Regions from separate parts of the Mus musculus genome. Here region 1 is linked to region 2. A link is a contact called in public Hi-C data. All regions are on one chromosome and are shown on one strand. The core of a region is the stretch at or near the end of the contact, and the rest is flanking DNA. Distances in the headings are between cores, read along the strand shown. Region 1 overlaps Srd5a2 (steroid 5 alpha-reductase 2). Region 2 overlaps Xdh (xanthine dehydrogenase).

Region 1 (3,598 bases), core at 156-2,655, 90 kb after region 2:
CAAATGTTATCATTTCATTTTTCATTTTGTCAGCCCAAAGGTTTTGACTGCAGAACTTCCCCCAAAGTGACAAAGAATAAGAAAAAAGTCCTATCTTCAGATCTGACATTGGAAAAAAAAATAGAGAACAGGGAAGCTTCTAGATGGGATAGCTAAGAATAAAATGGCCCCTATGAGTCTCCGAAAGGAAATTAGGTTAGAGCTCTCTGGGCAGACAGGAGTATAGGCTGAACAGGCATGACTGTGCATGCCTCAAGCAACTGGAATCACAGGAGACCTATTAACACATACATCATCAAATATATATATGCGAGCAAGACACTGTTCAGTTATAGTTTACAGTTTATAGTTTCAGCAGCTGGGCAGTTTCTCCATAGAAGCTTTGTTCCTTAAAGTTAGGGTTCTTTAAAAGATGAATGGAATGAGGGCTTTCCTAGATTTGGGGTAATCCTTAAACATCTTGAGGTAGAACCTGAGAAGAAAGGAAGGGATCATTATAAGGGCAACAGAGTAGTGACCAACAGTTGAGTTACATAACCAACATGAGTCAGCCCAGTTACTTAGCAGCTGATCATTCCTGAGGACCATGAGCCCATCATCCACCCACTTCCCCCATTCTGTTCCTTGTCAATGTTGGTAATTTGTGTGCAGATAAATACAAAACTATATCCAGAGGTGACGGTTATACAATTTTACAAACATACTTGCTAACACTCAAGTTTACATTTAAAAACTGTTAAAGTGGTAGATTTTATGATATGTACATTTCACCAGATTTTCTAATACACAAGAAGAAAGTACTCCTTTGAGCTCACTTTGCTGAAAACTACAGGAAGCCAAAGCCTCCCAAAAACTTTGGCCAACTGGTGTAATAGTAGCAAGTCAGTAATGAAGATATCCAATACTCTCCGGGTGGACCTGAGGCCTGCTCGATAGGAGGAGACCCACATCTGGAACTCTAAAAACCGGTGCAAAAACCCATAGCTGGGAAGGTCACAGCCTGAGTGGGGAAGTTACTGCAACTGTTTTTGCTAAATAGAGAAGCTGTGCCCATCAAAGCTCTGTCTAATGACTCTGTTTATACACACAGATCAGGGCTACTGTCAGCTTTGCCCAGAGAAGCTCCTTTTGGCAATGGGCAGCAATAAGGGCAAAGACTCATAATGAGTCACAGGACTGAGAATCAGGAACTGCTAAGCGCCCAGCCATGAGTGGATCACCCTCTCCAAGGCTCTGGAGCACCACAGGAACTGGGACAGGAGGGATGTGAGAGACGGAATGGAGTGAAGTAGACAGCCGGCTATAGAACATGACATCACCATCCGCACTCCTGAGTCTACCTGCACATAAAACCTGCACAAGATTAAACCTGTCACATAAAACCTGTCACTGTCCTGCTGAGACCCTCCCCCTAGGACCTACAGGCAGGTGATCATAGCTAGAAGGAAGGAGTTCACAGGGCCAACACCTCCCTGAGGATCTGTAGGCAGCTAATAGTTGCTGGGGAGGGAGAGATGTTTTCTTCCTTCGGTGGTGTGGCCACCAGTAAGGACACCATGCTCTTGTAAATAATTCCTTACCAAGGACCCTGTAACCAACTCTAATGAGGCTCCCTTCGTCATGAAAGGTAAGTCAGTAGGGCTAACAGGAGGGCTCAGCAGTCAAAAGCACTTGTTGCACTTCTAGAGAACCCGGAATTTGGTTCCCAGCACACATGTCCAGAGGTTTGTAAATCCTTGCCGAATTACTCAGCTCCAGTATCTGATGCCGTCTTCTGAGTGTCCACACACACATATGCATACAAACACACACACACACACCACGTAAATTAAAGTATACCTTTGAAAATAAGATAAAAACATGTAAGAGCAAGAGGAAAACAAAATAGAAATAAAAGATGCATATAGTAAAAACACATTATAAATTATGAAAATGCCACGAGGCTCATTATTGTGTCTAACTAGACACCTGCTTACAACAAATAAAATTTACAAAAAGCATGGACAACGTTAACTTCAGAGAATCGGCAGCATCTCTTGAAAATATCCCTTCCAGGAGTTTGGGGATGCAACTACTACTATGGATCTCATTTTGCCCTCTAAAAGGTAGGTTGCAGTCCTAGCTCCCAATGCCTGAAGATACAGTCTTATTTTGGACCAACAGTCATGGCATATGTAATGAATTGGAATAGCTCATACTGATGCAGGATGGACCCTTAATCCCACAGATCTGCAAAGAGACATGAAGGAGATATAGGATGAGAAGGTCACAGGAACACTGGTAGAGATTGGAATGAGTCTACCCCAGCCATGGAGAACTAAGAACAGTGAGTCTCCACCAGAACTGAACAGAAAGAAGCAAGGAAGCAAGCCATTCCAGAGAGCACAGCCCTGCCTATCCCTTAAGGCCAAACCTCTGGTCTCCAGAATTCTGAGAAGATAGATATTTTTCCCCTTGCTCTAAGCCATGCAGCTGAGGTCCTTTCCTGTGACAGCCTGAGGAAATTAATGCTGACCAAGTTGTCCTCTTAACTGGTTGAAACTAATGGCCCTCGAGGCATAATAAAGACAAAATGCACTCTGCTAAAGTGCTTTGGGTTTGAACTGGAAGACAAAAGTGATCACGCGTGCCAGAAGAGCCCGGTCTGCCCTGCTTTGGTTTGAAAAGACCCTGTGTGCTCCATCTCCCCCGCCAACGCCTGCCATTGCTTCAGGAGCACCGTCACAAAGCCCTCTTAGTCCTAGTAAAAGAGACACCCCTGGCTCTCCCTCCGGGAGGAATATAACCAGACAGCCTCAATTTGATTTTGACATTGCACCAGCTGGAAACTCCTGGTGGAAATATTGACGGAGAACTCTGTCTATGCTCTTCAGAGACGCTCCATGTACCAGGCAATGCCCCGACTTCTGTCATTCGTTTACTGCCTCTGATGGACAGCAGGTTCTCCTGAAGTGGGCTGTTGCCATGTCTCTCAAAGGCTGTGAACCTTGAAACCCTGTCCCTTTCGAGACAGGAAGTTGTAGGATTAGGTCACAGGAGAAACTGCTGCTTTGCCTATTTCCAAACTGGCCTCAGTTTCTATTCAAAAGGAGCTTGTGCCTCATTTAATCCTAAAAGCTATTAGAAAAATCATTAGCCAGACAAAAACACTGAGGCGAGGCAGAAACACCAAGGAGAAAGATTAAGATGCGCTCAGCTCAGTCCTTTAATCCATGTGTTCCTTCTTGGTCTCTAGGCATTCATCTTTCTATAAAAGTTACTTGAAAGTAAGCAGGTGACGTCCTATCACCTCCTACCTTGAGAGGGACAGGGTTTCAATGATCCCTAGCCCCTCTCTACCCCTGGATTAACGATTTGTTAGACCAACCCTCCAAGGGGGTGGGGTGAGGGTAGGGGTGTGGCATAATGGGACCTTAACTGCCTGCAGTTCCAACATGTACCAGCAGATGGAGCACTCGGAGCTCATCTGCTTTCCTTGCTTGGTGATGGCTGGCAATGGTCTCATCCCTGGAGAACAGACACATCAAGAAATACAGTGGAAGAGAATTGAACTGAAACGTGACATTTCTTTCACCTCTTAACCCACTATCTGAAGTTT
Region 2 (3,874 bases), core at 1,006-3,505:
CACTGGTAAGAAGAAGCAAGGGACCATGGGATAGAAGGGCTTTACCTCCTAGGAATGGCAGGAAAAAGAAGAACTAAATTTAAATGCAATACCAAAATCTAAGATGAAAACGTGCCAAGTTCTCAGCAGCTATAAATACAAAAATAGAACTCAGTGGCTCATGGAACAGATATTTGGCTAGACTTCTCCCCACTATTACCTACCAGCAACTCTGGGGGAAAGATGGGCTCTTGGGTGGGATCTAAAGGTTTGAAATCCTCCGGGTTGAATAAAGAAGATGAGGGAGCAATCTGTAAGGAAAGGAAACAATAAGAATCAGATGCCAGGGCTGACTGACCCAGCTCTTCCTTTGGGTGAGCTCTTTCCCAGGCTGTCTGGTCCTGGGAGAAGAAACGAGGCTTCTCTGCCAGAGAAGCCAGAGGTGATGAGCATCTTCATCATCTGAGCATCACCACATCTCATTGATCCTTTCTCCACCACCACTTCTGGGGACATGGGAAGAGTGTAGTAACCCCCATCACCCGTCCTAGGCCTGAGACTGCCCCACCAGGCTTCCAGAAGCAGAAACCCCCATTACCGTCTGGTCCTTTGTTTGGCTCATGCAGCAGTTTGGGTTGTTTCCACTTCCTCCACAGCACCCACCATCCTGAGAAAGTGACACACATTCACGTAAGGCTATTTCCATTCTCATAGAACCTAAGAAAAGTCCATTACTTTTGTCTACTGAGGCCCAGATCTGCTAACCCCAGCCTGCATCAATGGGAGAAGCACTGCCTATCCTATCCGGTCTGTCTCCGCTCAGAGAGTCCCTGCTGTGTGCTGACTTCACTGAAGTGGGTTAAGGAAGTCTTTGGGGCAACAGGGAAATCTGATTTTTCAAGAGAATGTCTCCACAAAAGCTAGGCTCTACTTTATTACGATGTATGTTTCTACCTGCTTTCCTTCGTCACTGTTGTTTCCTTAAGAAGCCGCTAAGAGAAAAATTCTTATCACTTCTTACAAGACTTGAGAGGTGCTAACTTTTAGACCAGCTGAGATTTATAAAGCTTGGCTGGGAGTCTGAAGCTGGGGTCTGTCATGGATGCCCTACATCGGCACGGATCTCAAAGATGCAGCCACAGCCAGTGTGCCCAAATGGCCTCTACTACTGACTATGCATTTCCCACAGAAAGCTACACACTCCACTCCTCACTGTGGCTGTGTTCCTGAGAAAGAAGATGGGTCACCCCTAACTTATGGGGAAGTGCTTGCTCAGACCTCTTAGGAGGGTTGTGACCAAGCACAAATGAGCTCAACTAAGCTCAACTAAGGCAGCATGTGGTGGGGCAAATATGTGTTTCCCTGACAGATTCAACTCAAGAAGGCAGGAGACACTCCAAAATCATGAAGTTAATGCTAAGAAACAAATGTGGGAGACTAAGTTTTCTAGGGTATCGGGTCATCATGGAGTAAGCTGGGGGCAGGCTGCCCTTCTGTGTGTGAATCAGGAGAGATTCTGAAATCTCCAAAAGTGGAGCCGCCACCCTCTACCTGCATCTGAAAAGGCTCTTAGAAGGCCTTGGAGGTTGAAGGTGTGGCCTTTGAGAACATGTAAGCATGAGAAAGAGAAACCCTTGCTAGTTCATACCCCGTGGAGCTCTGTATGCAGAGCCCTCTGGCACCTCATCTGTGTTCCGTATACCAGACCTGTTCTGTCTATTACACATGAAAACACCCTCTCCCATCGTGCCCTTCTCTATGGGAAGAGCATATTGGACAGGGAGAATGAGCCCTTAATATCTCTTTTCAGCTTTCCTCTTGGAGAAAGAGTAATGAGGTTGCATTCTCAGACTTTCTGGAAGCAAGAAGAATTTGCAAATATTTTACCTGGCCTTCTTGAGGAAGGACATACATTATATAAGCAACTTTGTCCCGACAACCAGTATTGCAACATATTACTACTTGGATCATTTTCTTTGATAATTCATTGGTATATTTATGCCCTAAATTATTGTGATATGTAATGGTGTCACTCAGAGTCTCTGGAGACTGACTTTTCTATCCACACCTTCCCATGCTCTCTGTTTTACAAGGCAAGCAAGAAGAAAACTGGCCAAAATACTCAAAACACCAAGAGAAAATTCTACCAACTTAGAATTCTGTAAGACTCATATTTGAAAGCTAAACAGAAAAAAGGAGAACAATAATGCACACATGTGACCTTGGTGCTTACGAAGCAGAGGCAGGAGACTCACTATAAGTCAGAAGCCAAGCATGAGGTCATAGGTACAATAGCCCAGTTAAGAAGACATAAAAACCCTCTATCTGGAAGTTGTCAGTGATGGTGCATGTTTTAATCTCAGCACTCAGAGGCAAAGCCAGACAGATCTCTGTGAGTTTAAGGACAGCCTGGTCTATATAGTGAGTACTTGGACAACCAGAGCTACACAGAGAGATCCTGTCTCAAAAACCCACCCCCAAAACAAAACTTAAAGTGCCTTAATGTGTATGTAGATAACGATGAGGCATCAAAAGAAAAATATTGCAAGATAAGTTTTTAAATGTTTTAAACTGAACAAAATGAAGCAGAGAAGTGCAAGGACAATTGCTTCCAGTGGAGAGTGCAACACTGTTCATAAGAAACAGAGAAATCCTGCAGAGAGATCAGTGAGGGTGTGGCTGAACATGACCAGTTCTGTTGGAGAAACTGTGAAACTGTGAAATAACACCTTCAAAAGTAACTCATTCCACTTTCCTGACAAGGAAAGGGCTATATTATTAGTACATTATTTGTTCTGAAGAAAACGTTGTTTCCATTTAATGAAAATTATTTTCATTTTCTAGGGAACAACCTTTACTGAGTCATCCTATTTACTGTTTATTGGGAACTTAGCGATCAGACCTCAGATTCGGACTTAATGTTTACAAAGGAGTTTAGGTTAAGGTGAAGACTGATTCAGAAAAGCCTTAAAAGCCAACCCTGGTGTTTTGGGGTTTTTGTTTTTGTTTTTGTTTTTGTTTTTTTGTAATGTGTAAGTGTCCGTAATTAGAGTGGTTGCATCTCCACCTTCCACTGCTCCAACAACCGGCAGACCCAACAGCATTGAACAAAGACTAAGAGAAACTATAGAAGCTGAGGTCATGTTGCTAGGGTCATGAAGGCCGAGACTGGGGTGTTCCTCTTCTGGAATTCCGGGTGCTGAAGGCAAAAGGTTACACACGACCCTCCTTTCCAGGAAGCATCCAGGACAGGAATAGTCTAGAGATTCTTCCTACGTCTCCATTATTATCCATTTAATGTTTATTTTTCCGTAGTCACCACCTTTCCTTCATTTTGATATGCATAGTCTGTATTTGTCCCTTAGCTCGCCTGGCTCAAAGCTTATTGCTTTCATTGATTTATATATATATATATATATATTTTTTAAGAACTAGGTTTTGTTTTGTTGATTTTTCTCTATGGAATTCCTGGTTTCAATTTCATCAATTTCTGCTCTAAATATGGTTTCTTCTGCTTCTTTTAGATTTAATTTGCTCTCTTTTATTCACCTAAGGTGTGAGCCTATATTATTGATTTTTAGATTGTTTTCTCCCAGTATTTACATTCTCTGATATAAATTTCCCTCTAAGCAATTTTCAATTTTATTATATTTTCAATTTTACCCAGTTCCAAAATATTTTTAAATTTACTCGGGGATTTCTTCTTTGCCCGTGTGTTGTTTGTTGCTCCTCCTCACAGAAAGCCTTTTTTATATTTTCCAGCTCTCTTTCTGTTGTTGGTTCTAGTTTAACCACAGTCTAGTCCCCAAACAGACATTGTATAATTGCTATTATTTTTTATTTGTGCTATAGTTCAGAATGTGATCTATCTTGGTGAATGTTCCATAAGGAAAGT

The links. A called contact is a pair of places that touch in the nucleus more often than the background predicts.
Region 1: a Hi-C map of bone marrow-derived macrophages shows a contact between it and region 2, with 52 read pairs. The contact joins two enhancer-like sites. A contact is called at or near these places in 5 of 484 Hi-C or Micro-C datasets (the 63-12 cell line, bone marrow-derived macrophages, double positive thymocytes and 2 more), 2 of 115 datasets of contacts at active chromatin or transcription factors (bone marrow-derived macrophages and fibro-adipogenic progenitors) and 2 of 9 other capture datasets (adipose tissue and pancreatic islet).

The regions. Positions count from the first base shown.
Region 1 is chr17:74,017,301-74,020,898 of GRCm38.p6, forward strand. It overlaps Srd5a2 (steroid 5 alpha-reductase 2), which reads right to left. Exons shown (of 5, transcript NM_053188.3): 5 at 1-472. The coding sequence ends at 406. Among named protein-coding and RNA genes, the nearest start is that of Gm24475, 18 kb to the left of the region's middle. Within about 2 kb of position 1,406, at least 25 of the 459 cell types and tissues checked have an H3K27ac peak or open chromatin away from gene starts, as enhancers often do. A contact at or near this core is called in bone marrow-derived macrophages, where this site is marked.
Region 2 is chr17:73,925,971-73,929,844 of GRCm38.p6, forward strand. It overlaps Xdh (xanthine dehydrogenase), which reads right to left. Exons shown (of 36, transcript NM_011723.3): 7 at 578-646; 8 at 204-290. Among named protein-coding and RNA genes, the nearest start is that of Xdh, 22 kb to the right of the region's middle. Within about 2 kb of position 2,256, at least 4 of the 459 cell types and tissues checked have an H3K27ac peak or open chromatin away from gene starts, as enhancers often do. A contact at or near this core is called in bone marrow-derived macrophages, where this site is marked.